Regions from separate parts of the Arachis hypogaea genome. Here region 2 is linked to region 1. A link is a contact called in public Hi-C data. All regions are on one chromosome and are shown on one strand. The core of a region is the stretch at or near the end of the contact, and the rest is flanking DNA. Distances in the headings are between cores, read along the strand shown. Region 1 holds the start of LOC112702571. Region 2 holds the start of LOC112702573.

Region 1 (6,770 bases), core at 2,032-4,531:
ACACTAATATTTTGAGTTCTATGATACAAAATGAGTGATTAAGATGTTAATGTCTAAGCCTTGAGGCTTGAACTAAAAATTTTGGTTCAAATATACATCAGTGCCCTTCTTTCTGCTTAGCTTTTCTAGGATATATATATGATTTATACTTTGGCTGTTATGTTATATATGTACATATTTTATGCGATACTAAAAGAAAAATTGAATTGTGCCTAAAAAATGGTGAATGCTAAATCTAAGTTGATACAGTAAATTATATAGAATAAATAGTTTCTTATATTAAATGTTTACTTTACTTAGTAGATATAACTAGGTCGCTAAGCTCTTACTTGATCGCAAATTTGATATTTTTGTGTGTGACGTCCCCTAATTTGTTTATAATGTTTTCCCAAAAGTTGGAATTAGCTTTTTTTTTTTCTTTAACCAACAATCAATCAACAAAGTAATAGGTGTAACAAAGTCTAAAAAGAGAATAAAAGAAATTAAAAAAGAATGTTGACTGAAAAAGTTAGTTTAATAGTTTTATTTTATTTTATTTTATGATGCATTCACTAATTTCTAAAAAAATTTAAGTTATATACCATTTAGTGTATCCTAAATTTCGTAAAATATAATTTGGCAATATTTAGTCGATAAACATGATACGAAGAGAACAATAATATTTGGAAGACAATAAAAAAATCAGCCTAAATAATTTAAAATTATTGTTACGTGAATAATCTGAAAATATGTGAATTGGACTAGAACAGAAGGTTCAAATTGCGAAGAAAGGGGATCTCCGACTTCTCGCTTGATTATCGTTGTCCGAATTGTGCGTTTGAGAAATGGGGGTGGTATCTCCAAGACATTCCGATGCTTAAGTCAGCAAAGGATTAAGCAGGCTTTAAGTATATTCGAACTTAACTGTACATGAGAATGTCAAGATATTTATAGGAGACGAGCCAATAACAACCGTTAAAGTAGTTCTACTTCTGATGGTGGATAATCGTCTCTTTATTTTAGGATTGTTGGAATCTCTCTTCTAGAAGTTGGTGAGAGATATAAGAAGGCAGTTACTTACTTAAATAAGTGTTACTTGCCTTTGTGTGTTGATTCCGATCTCCTGTCCGATAGGCGTGAAGGCCAATCCTTAGGATTTGGACTTCTTAACTTAATTTGGACCTGGTTACTTCGGCCAGGGTATAAATAATTGTCTTATTTAGTATTAATTAATTATTATTAGAGTAATTGTGCAATTTTAGATGTAATATATATAATTACGAATATTATATGTATATAGAAGATAATTTTAAATATTGTCTTCTTAGTCTTATCACTAAAAAAAATTAATATAAATGTGGTAACTTAAAAAAATGTGTGTAATTTCAGCCAATATATTTAATATAAAAAAAAAAGAAATAAAAAAATATCATCAATATAATTTAAATTTAAAGTATCAATAAAACGAAAATATTTAATAACAAAAAAAAATTAACAACAAATAATTAAAACTTATCTTATTTAGCATTAATACATACTAAGTAAAATAAGTTTTGTTAAGTAAGTCTTGTGTTTTTTTTTTTTTTTCTTAGCATTACCGTTAATAAAATTAATTCTCAAACTCCCTTCTATTAAAAATGCTATTACTCGTATTGATTCCAAACATTGAAGGGCTTTTGTTATTAAAATCGAGTGAGATTTGTCCTTGTTAATGGTATGTGCCATTTAGGGGTATGTCTAAAAACACGTCCAAACATTGATAGTATCCTCCACCTTGAGACCCTCAGGTTGGTGAAAATTTAATACGAATAGATAATAATGACCAACCTCTACCTCATGAAGAAGTTAAAGGAAAGGACATCATTAAAGGGAATGAAGAAGAGAATGGCATAAGGAATAAGGCAATTCCGCAATTGATCATCATCAGCCTCAAATTTTTGTTTTAGTGTGGACCCTGGAGGCTAGGGTGTACCAGAAGATCAGATGGTCCTCCTAAGGCTATGATGATAACAACTAGCTACGATTTTAGCTAAAAAAGACTCATCTAGCTTGTCAAGTCCTCCTCACTTTAATAAGTAATAACTTCCCACACTCAAAGTCTTGACCAATCAAATAATTAGTTTAATTTGTTGTCATAATTAGAACCATTCCTTTCTTTCTTTTCTTTTCAAAGGAACATATTAGGACATTTTATCGGATAAACCCTAAAATGTTGAATCTAATTTGAGCATAAATTTTGGTCTATGATTGATGTATTCAACGTTTAATATAATGATGGCTAATCTCTAGCTGAATTGCAAAAACCTACATAGTTAAAGCTTAAAGTTACCAATTGGGTGTGTATTTAATTATTAAAAAAAAATCAAGAAAACAAAGTGTGGTTATTACATATGTTTAAATGTTTAATGGCTTCTCTTTGTTACAAGTAATTTTCATTTCCAAAGAACTAGATATTGAGATATGCCAAATTTGCAAGACTAAAGATTTTTAAGTGATTTGATCATGATTAAGAAATAGGTTCTGAAACATCTTAAAAATTGCTTAATCTCAACAATTATGTCATAAGAAGAGATTTATCAAATTTGAGCAATACCGCTATTTAAAAGTTGTCTTCTCTTTTTCTCCAATCCAAGCATACTGCTATTTAAAAGGCTCCCATAAGCTCTTTGTTTAAAGAAAATTCCCAATGCATTTTCAGTGAATGTAATTTTACATCCATTTTGGTTAAACGCAAATTTAGCCACCCCACCATAAAACAAAACAGGATCTTGTTGGTCCCCATCAATATCTCTAATGTTACAAAATCTAACCAAATGAAGTGAAATTTCTTCCTGACAATGGCATGTACGAATTGTGGATTATTTTTCTACATACGCCCAAACATTGATACTAGCTAGTATCTAATATCTATGGCCATCTCACTACCTGAAGTTGGTGAAAATTATTAAATCAATAATAACCAACCTCTACCACATCAAATTGAAGAAAGGGAAAATTATTAAAAAAGAATGACGTAAGAAAGGTTTTGTGTAACTAATACAACTAAAATTGCTGTATCCATTACACCCAACAAAATCCAATAGAAAAAAAGAGAGTGCGTCATTAGAACAGAAAATCATAACACCATTCAAGGGGAATAAAAATTGAAGTCCATATGGGTGCCTAATAATAAATTAATAATAACAAAAAGAAAGGCATAAATGGGTGCCTAATAATAAATTAATGCAACAACTCACATTCAGTTGGCCCAAGTAAATTAAAATTGAGACCCAGAACTAGGAAGGTAGAATAGGAGGGAAAACAGAAAGACATAAATGGGCTAGCTCGTGGCCTGCTAGCCTACACCATCACTATAATAGAAGGCCTACTATTATACCAAAAAGGAGAGCAACCATTTCGGCCTTCAGTTTGAGAGAAAGAGAAAGGAAACAAATCCATTTGTAACTTGTTCACATATGATAAAATTTGAATTTATTACTACGTTAATATAATGTTATTCATGTATGTTGCACCTTACTAGAGATTCAATTTTTGAAAAAAGTAATGGTCAAAATTTTATTTCAACATGAACAGGATAGTAACACGATAAAATTAGCATCAAGAAAACTGTTCTTCATGCTACCTAATATACATATCTATGGTAAAAATAGAACAATAAAACCTTTATTATCACACACAATGGCACATCTCCCTCAAAAATGGCACTTACTACTATTCAATTTGTCATTTCTAACTGTTACATGAAGGAAACTTGTCATCAAGTAGAAATTACTCCTTGGATGGGGAACATTGACAATGGAAGCCTCATAGGACAGTCACTTATCTATGATTACTTTAATTAGGAACACCTCAAAGGGTGCCGAAATACATATTCAAGAAAACCTCTTAACAACAAGTGCAGGCATGATAGGGTCTGGAATTATGAAGGCAAATAATTGAAATAAGTGCCACTCATAAAGTAGGAGAAAAGAAACTATTAACAGAGTAAATAAACAAATGAAATTCTTCATCTGATGCTTCTCTATATGATTCCAATCTTATACACAGCTCACAGAGACCAACACGTCTAACCAACTAATGACTACTACTTCTATCACAAGTAACTAATTCTTATGTTCTGACATGACCTGTCTGTATATACATTAAACAAGTCCTTCTGTTTTGTTGCAATCAAATTCAAGTATTACAATTAGAGCTCTATATAACTACCAAGCACCATGACCCATTCTATTAGTAATATCCATAATCCCATAAATGAGATCATCTTAAAAGATTGCATATTATGATTCCATTCATATAGGAGACAGCAAAAGTATTAAAAGCATGCCTAATACAGAAACTAACCATTTGCCAAAGGTTCAATAACATACAAAATATAGTTTACCCTCCAGATAGATAATCTAAACATCCTTGTAACTTCTAAATGGGGCAAAACTTAGTAACATTTTTAAGATTCCAAACATTGAAAGTATCTACTTTTTACTTCATCTTCTGTCTGCCTCCTTAAAAAGCAACTATCCCAACATTCGCTTCTTGTTCCAGCCCATTCTTAAACCCTATTATCTACTCACTAAGCCCATTCTTAAACCCTATTATCTACTCACTATCAGAAATCAAATCAAGATTATTTCGGGAAAAATAATGGCCATTGACTAGCGTCCATCATGATGAGGAATCCCATAATTGGTTAAAGAGAAGAGTGAAGACTAAATGTTACCACTCAAATGGAATGCAGAATCTAGTACAACCATCAACATTGCTTTTTCTTTAACCCAAGCTAAACGCTAGAACATGATTTGTCAGCATCAAGCATCAACAATAAAATGTGTCATACTTCAGATCCTAAACCCATCACCCATCCACTTAGACCACAGTCCCCTGTCATCAACTCTACATTAATAGCAAATTGTTCTTTCTTTAGCCGCAGACATAGCTTTCTCGTATAACTTCCGGCAATTAACAGTCTATGCCTCTGTCAACATGATCAAAACATATTTCAAATTCAAATATCTAAAAAGAAAAAGGGTGCAACATCTTCATTTAGATACTAATTCCCCTCCTCAATTGTAATTGAAGTGCACAAAGGCATCTCCATGGATTGATTTAATGGAGGCATAGAGTTACATCTAATCTATCATCGCAATTCACACAAACACTATCGCTTTGCATTCTCTATCATTTCTAGCACCCTAGAAAAAAAAGGAGAAATTGGAACTCTTTTCTCAATTAAGAAACACTTACAAAGCGAAACCCTTCAAGTACTCAGGGTCACGCTTGGCCCTCTCCTGAAACTTCTTGAACCACCGATCCAAAATATCCATCGGCACCACAAGCTTCGAACCATCAACACCGCAAAAACTCTGCATGAAGTTGAATAGATTCTCCCCTACCTTCAACGCCACGCGCTCGATCCGCTGCTCGCCGGCGACGTCCAGCGACGGCAGCGCCGCCGCGTCCTCCACCGAAACACCAATCTTCGCCGACAGAGGCTGCGCGTCCGCCGCCGTCAATTGCAGCTGGCCGCCGCTCCCGGGATCCGGCCACGGCAACGAGATCACGGCGGAGGGGCGAGCTAGCGTGACGGCGCCGCAGAAGACGAACGGTGATCCCGGCGACTGGACGTAGACGGCGAGCGCCTTGTCCGGAGGAAGGGTAAAGCCGTTGAGAAGGAAGATGCAAACCTCGCGAATTTGATCGTACGCCTCACCTGCGCATGTTAGAGTGAAGCTGTTAGTTACGGAGAGGACGCTAATGTGCGCAGGTTAGTGAGCTGGTAATGTTACTACTTATATTTACAAAAATAAAAATTGTTTACCGACGAAAGTGTTCATGTCGAGAACCCAATGGAAGGTATCGATTTGGGCGAAGGTGGAGATGTCTATGGGGAAGCTGCGGTTTGGGAAAACTACTCCGAACATCTTTTAATTTTCTTCGTGGTATGATTTTAGCTTTTAGATTTTGTTCTATTCAAGATTGAGAAGTAGCAGCGAGGTGGAAGAGATGGTGTTGCGACGGGGTTAAAGATGGGGTTTGGAGTTGAGTTGAGGCCCGTCATGGGTGGTCTAGAACATTCTGGACTTGAAGAGGGACGTATGTGTCTTTTCAGCGTTGTATTTTTATCCCATGTGTGGACTGTGGAGTACTACTGCACTAATTATGTTCTATGAATTTCTACCAAAAAGATATTTTTAAAAAATTTTTTACAAAAATAAAAATAATGTTATATTTAAAATATATTTTTTTAAAAAAATATAAATTATAAATTTAGGGATAAAGTCTATTTTTTATCTCTAAGATTTGTAACTTTTCTCAAAAATATCCTTTATATACAATTTTATTCAATTTTATCTTTAATATTATCTATTTATTTAAGTTTGCCTTAATTTTTAATTTATTTTAAAATTATTCTTAAACGTTTTTTATTTTGTCCCCAATATTTTAGATGAAATTATCATCTAAAAATAATTTTGATATAAATTAAAAATGTTAAGGACAAAATTAAATATAATTAAACGTTACAAGTATTTTTGAAAAAAATTACTAATATTAGAGAAAAAAATATATTTTATCCTACATGTAAACAAAATTATTTTTTAATATTTTTATTTTTATTATTTAATTTTTGTCAAACATACTAAAAAATAAAAAATATTTTTATTAACTTTTTTAAGAATTTAATGATATCCAAAAAAAATTTTAAACAAATAAATTCTAATTTAGATTATGAAAAGATCCAATTCTCAAAATAATTTCTAAAAAAATATCATTTTATTGTTTAAATATAATTCGAT
Region 2 (6,770 bases), core at 3,186-5,685, 55 kb before region 1:
ACGCTGTCCTTTGTGTTATTTTACTTCTGGAAAATAACGCAGGTCAATTCCCACATGATGACTTGATGAGTTATAATACATACAGAAATGTTAGACAATTTAATTCCAGAAGCACAAAACAAAATAAAATCAAACCAAGGAGATGCACAGAGCAAAATAGAAATTCAGAATTAAATGGAAGCACAAAACTGACCAAACAAATCAGAACCAAAGAGAAGCAGAGAGGGCCAGAACAAAATAGAAATATAGAACCAGAAATTGATTGATGAAAGAATAAACATTCTCCCTTACTTGAAATGGAGGATACAGAAGAGCTCGACGGAAGTGTAGGATTACCATGTGTTCATAACACGCAGCGGAGGAAAAGAAAGTAATCCTAAAGATCTATTTTGTGCTTAAAATTTATTCCAATAAACAATATATAATATAGATCGGATCTAAATACCTTTAGACGCTTTAGTAAAAATCACTTTCTCCTTCGATAGTACAAAGGCACTATGCGTATCCACACCGAGACCAACCTTTACTGTCAACTCCTTGACCAATGGACATCTGATCTAAATTGAGAAATCTCTTGCAACTCTTTGCACGCCATAAAATTCTTCTCCAAGAATCAGACTCACATACGTTTATATGTCTAGAGGTAAAGGAATAAAACTCTTGTTATTCTCTCAGGTTTTCTGTACTCTTGGCATACATATATATAGTATGAGATTTGTTACTAATATTGAATTTGAATCTAAATTCAATTTTAAATCGTATCTTGAAATTCTAAATTTGAATCCTTCAAATTTATGAATCATATCATAACTCAATTTAAAACAAAATCAATTAGGATCTCATCCAAATTTAGAAATAGAATAACTAATTATTCTTAAATCTCATTTAATATTCTCAATTATCATACTATTATTATATTCTTGGTGCTAGCAAAGAATATAATAATATTTCATTTTGAATTAATATAATTATTTATTTGATCAAATCAAATAATAGTTAAATAATTCTATAGCAAAGATTAGAACACTCGTTAGTGTGTGACCCCATAGGTTTAATACTAAGCGGGTAGTAAATTAGTCATACTAAATTTACTAATCAAGGTTGGCGTCTAGCAACACTCCTCAACGACCCGATAGTATGAAGTAATATATTTTTACTAAGAACCTTAGAAGAATAAAGTATAATTCCTTCCATCTTTCCAGCTCTTGGTTAACCCTTAGAGTATGGTTTAATTGTCAAACTCTAACTTGTTGCCATTATTATAATGAACTGTGAAAAATTCATTTCTTCATTCATTCAATCCCCTTTGCCAAGGTTTTATTCATCTCAGTCATTGTAATCATAGAGCTCAAACTCTTTACTGAGAGTTGACGGATTCCTTATTGACTAATCATTAATTCTACAAGTATTTAAATCATACCCAATATCCATTCAACTAGCACCCTAAGGTATTAGGTATCCGGAATCAAAGTATAATAAATATATTGTTAATTACTATGATAGTCGCAGGTCAAAAGAAACTCTATTACTATATTCATCTTGAGAATATCCTATTGACAAATATGCGGTAATTATAACCATTAGAAATTCTCAGAGTGAGTTAGTTCAATGGTCATATCTCTATATGCACCATCTATATATATATAATTTAATAAATGAGATCTATTAATTTTCATCTAATGAAGACCATTATATATATATTGATCTTTCCAGATTATTAATGTCCTTTTTAATAATCCTATGACCAAGAACAATTTAGATTAAATTATAAAGGATTTATCTCTCAATATTATGATTACTATCACAATGATAAATCTCTAAATTTAATCAAGGATCTTATTATATTAACATTTTAATATAATAATAATAACAAATTATTTGATACATGATTGATTGGATTGTGGTCATACTCTTTATTCCCAGCAGGAAGAGCATGAGAGCAGGGCAACGGTCACGGTAGAAGTGGCGACCGGGGAGGCGGTGAACACGGCAGCGAGAACTGGAGCAACGACGACAACAAGTGGTGGCTGGAAAAGCAGTGAACGACAGCGAACAGCAATGGCAAGCACTGTAGAAGAAGTGGCGGCAGTGAAAAGGAGATGCTGAGATTTAGAGTGTGTGGGTGTGGAGAGGGACGATGAATATCCACGGCGGCAATGATCGGAGGTGGCGGCGATGACTGGAGGTGGCGATAGACTGGCGGTGGGGAGAGGGTGAGTGGGTGTGGAGGAGCCTCTGAGCCAGAGACGGGTTTGGGGGTGGAGGTGAAAAGTTAGGTTTTTCACTTTTGTGTTTTATCAAAGTGAAAGGGTAAAACTGAGGAGAGAGTTTTCCAAAATGCAATTGGACCGTGTCCGTCTATCTCCAGGCTGGGTCTGGCTGATTTTTTTATTTTTTTAGACAGGACGCGTTTGGACACGGGAGACATGCGTGTTGGACGAGTGTCTCTGTGCGTTGTATCCGAAACGTGTCTGACACGCCAACACGGTAATTAAACAAAGTCTCCGTACTTAATAGGACTCTCACATAATTAAAGATAAAATATCAAAAAAGATTTTTTTGTTAGGAATCTTTTTAATAATTTTTTATTTAAATAAATTAAACAAATATTTTATTTAGCGAAATAAATATTTTTTAAAATTATTATAAAAATGGGTAAGATTACTTATCTCGTTTACAGTGTAAACGAGATAAGTAAGTGTGCACGTGTATATCTCGTTTACAGTGTAAACGAGATACATTAAGATAAATTTTTAACTGCTATAAAAATAATGTGCAACTCTTAGCATTCTCCACACACATTTTATATCTTCTTTTCCTCTGTTTTTCTTTCAAAAATAGGAAAAAATATCTAATAGTAGTGGATATGTAGTTGTCTGTGTGTATCCCAATTGTCGTATGAGAAATAGTGACAATGGCAAAGTCCTGAAGACAACCCACATCACCTCTCAAAGTCCTGAAGCAGTGGCAACTATCGGAGATTGACCAAGTTGTTCGACTTGTCCGTTATCAGGTACCCCCAATCAGTAACAAGCTGTAACACCTTGCATACTGTCGGAGAGTCCAGATCTTCCATCTGTGGCATATCGCGGACACGATTCCGCAGCCATGTAAGTTTCAGCGAGAACGACTCCTTCTTTTGCGCCCCCTGCTGTGGAACCACTGGAGGTCTAACACCGAGCAATCGCTCCACCAACTCCCTTGTCTCCGTGCCGTGCTACCTATAGAAATCACGGATGTGCCCCCATTGGCTCCCTGTGCGCACGTAACCCAAGGTGGTACGCCATGTCCTGCAGGGTGATAGTGGCCTCATTCCAGGGCAAGTGGAACGTGCGAGTCTCCGGACGCCATTGCCCCATGAATGCCGTGATCAGGGAATTGTCAAAGACAAAGTCCCTAAGTGACATCGCGTCACCGAATCCAGCCCCATTAGATACGGGACGATGGCATTGGGTGGTAAAAATGCGTGACTCACTTGTCGGAGCAGAAGTAAGCGAGGTCTCTGACAAAAAAAAATTCACAATTATTAAAAATTTGTATAGGTCCATCGACATATCAAACTGTCTTAACTATTGTATACATTTGTTTAACAGAGAATTTTACATGTATGTAATAACAGAATTTATGTCGATCCAACTTTTTCCGTTAATATATACTTACTTAACTAATGGACATTTTCTCAAACTTTAACTTAATAATCTAATCATCAAATTTGGATAATGAATAATTAAATTAATAAATTAAGAAACGTGTGATTAATAAGCTAACTTCAATGGTTCGAAAGTATCTACATCCATCATTTAATCTCTAAGTTAATAATTATGTAGTTAACAACTTAATTATAGAAAAATGATAATCACATTCCTAGCATTATTAAATACTATCAGTGACCTGTTCCTAACGATACAAATTCTATTCTAGTTTTTAGAAAGTATTTTAATCATGACTATACATATACTAGATAACACAAATGCCAAGATAAAATAACTAACCGCAAAGTCGAATGCCTTGACATTGTGCCATGTCACGTTTAGTCTATTGATGTCCGAATTACGTACATTTGCGCACGCCATATGCGTCTTACTCAATAATATATATGGCCAGAAAAGGAGGAGAAAGTGGAAGAAAATGTTGAAATGGGACCAGAATGTCGCTATAAACGATATCTATATATAGGCGTGACCAAGCCTTATCTCGTTTATCGTACAAACGAGATAAACTTGCATATATCTCGTTTATACTGTAAACGAGATATACACGTATCACTTGCACTTACTTGACTGTAAACAAGATATGTGTAAATTTATCTCGTTTACACAGTAAACGAGATAAATAATTTTACCTATTTTTGTAATAATTTTTAAAATTATTTATTTCGATAAATAAAATATTTATTTAATTCGTTTAAATTAAAAATTGGCCTTCCTTATCCTTAGAAAAATTCGTCCGAGTATTCACCCAATTAAAAAAACAAAGAGGAGAGAGTCACGAGTGTCACGTTCTAACACGAGGGACTCAGCTGGTCGCTATCGCCTATCGGTTTCTTCTTTGAAGTTTTCTTCACTTTCACTTTCACTAACTCAACTCATCACTCATTCATTCCGATCCCTTACACTTTCACGTTCTCCATCATAATACACACTCATGGCGTCAGAAAAAACCAACGGAGAACAAGAGATGCCGAAGAAGAAGAACAGAAATGAGGAGTTGAAGCTGCACGACCTTCTTAACGACGTCGTTTCCCCAATTTTGTTCCCCGAACCCACTAACTCTGCGCCCCTGCTCCACCGAATCAAGACCTCACTCTCCCGCAACGCTCCACTCATCCCCCAAGCTTCTAGAAACACCGCACGTGACACCCTCCTCTGGACACGTGCCGGCTCTCCCCTCCGCCCCCTACTCCTCATCTCCGTTAGTCTCCAAACACTCCTCTCTCTTTTCACTTTCCATTCAATTAACGCTCTTCATATTATCTTTGTTTATTTATTTATATTTCTTTTGTATCGATTCTTATGGTGTCTCCTCTGGTGCAATTTTTCAATCCCTGCGTCCGTTAACTTTATTGCCTGAAAATTGTTACTGTTTCCTTTTAAAGGCTTAGTTAATTTGAATTTGGATGTACATGATTTGCACCAAAAGGAATAATCTGATATTAACAAATATTTGGGCGTTAACTCTTTATATTCTTCAAGCTTGTGCTAAGTATCTAGAAGGTTGCAGAGAATTGCATCTCAATCTTATTTGTCCATATGCATCATAGAATAGTGAACTTTTAAAGATTCAAGTATCTTTTATGATTGTGTGTCATTTTGGAGGAAAAATTATCGTAGGTATTTGCTTGTGCGTCGTTTTTTATTTCTTATAATTTTTTGGTTAAATTACTCTACCAATTCTTATAACTTTACTAAACTTGTAATTAAGTTCATAGTATAAATTTTTTTAATTGGTTCCTACATTATTTTAAATTTTGTAATTAGGTTTTTATCTTGCAACAAAATATTCTGAAAAATGAGAAGACGTTCATATTTAGGAATTTAGCCCTTAAATGTGGGTATTTTCAATTTGGGAAAGAATATTCTGTCAACTCTATCGTTTTTGCAGGTCAAGAACCTAATTATAAATTTCAAAACAGTGTAGGGATTCAATTAGAAGCTTCTCAATTAGAAACTATAGGGATTGATAGAGTAATTTTGCCTAATTTCTCCTTTTTGATATCATACTATTTAACCGGTGGGCGAAAACTACTTTTTATGCATTACAGTTTTCAATCCTTTGTTTGGAGAAAATGGAGTTTTGTAATTTATGTTTAGATTTTAATGTTTATGATGTTTTCTTCCAATTTCCTGCAGGTTGGGACAATTACTATTCTTGCTTTGACAGGACTACTTGTATTTACGCTTCTCTTTCTCTTTGCGACTATAAATGTTGTCATTGTCTCCCTTCTTATATCTTTGGCAGCAGCTGCAGGATGCTTGGCTATTTTCTTTGCTTGCGTGACGGTTATATATATTGCAGCATTGTTAGTAGCAATATTTGCTATTTCCACGGTTATATTTTGGACCATTGTGGCTATTACGATTACTACAGGTATAAAACATTATGGCAACCTCATTTCTTTTATCTATATTTACCAGATACTTCATTTTAGTAGATCTTGGTTTGATGATTTGAATAGAGTTAATATGTTTTCAGCAAGATGCAACTCTGAATTTTAATTGAGATGCAACTTTCTGTTGAAATAGGAAAACTGATAGTATTTCAGATTAAATGACTCTGCTAGCAGTAAGATTTAATTTTACAATGTCACCAAATACATGGACATATACTGATATACATATACATGATAAATGCATGTTCAAATTTTTGCATGCAATTGTGCTGTGGCATTAGACATATCTTCTTGACAAAGACCTCCAATGGATGATTGATTTAATGGTTTAGTTTCCCTTTGTGAGAGTTCCCGTGCTCTGTTGCATATCAGAGTATAAAATGGCAATAAATTTGTCACTTCCACACTAAATTATAATTTATAAGGCTATGCTTTACCTTTTTCCCCCCTCAAAAAAGATAATGTTGCTCTTTTTTATGCACTTTTCTTTTTATGTGGTTAACACTGTAATGTTTCCTGCTGGATATGAAATGATGCAACCCAGCATGGATTGGATTCTTTTACACGGTGTGGTTGGTAACTAGAAAGAGCCTCGGATTTGCCAAACAATCGTTGAGCGTGACCAGCTCGGCGATTTCAACTTACTCTGCTGCTTGGGGTA

The links. A called contact is a pair of places that touch in the nucleus more often than the background predicts.
Region 2: a Hi-C map of leaf shows a contact between it and region 1, with 2.9 times the contacts expected there. The contact joins the promoter of LOC112702573 here to the enhancer-like site in region 1. A contact is called at or near these places in 3 of 8 Hi-C or Micro-C datasets (leaf and an unstated tissue).

The regions. Positions count from the first base shown.
Region 1 is chr7:14,375,687-14,382,456 of arahy.Tifrunner.gnm2.J5K5, reverse strand. It overlaps LOC112702571, which reads right to left and starts at 6,097. Exons shown (of 3, transcript XM_025753668.3): 1 at 5,795-6,097; 2 at 5,221-5,686; 3 at 3,627-4,951. The coding sequence starts at 5,897. The coding sequence ends at 4,936. Within about 2 kb of position 3,281, at least 3 of the 3 cell types and tissues checked have open chromatin away from gene starts, as enhancers often do.
Region 2 is chr7:14,431,971-14,438,740 of arahy.Tifrunner.gnm2.J5K5, reverse strand. LOC112702573 reads left to right here and starts at 4,435. Exons shown (of 3, transcript XM_025753671.3): 1 at 4,435-4,911; 2 at 5,850-6,087; 3 at 6,654-6,770. The coding sequence starts at 4,645.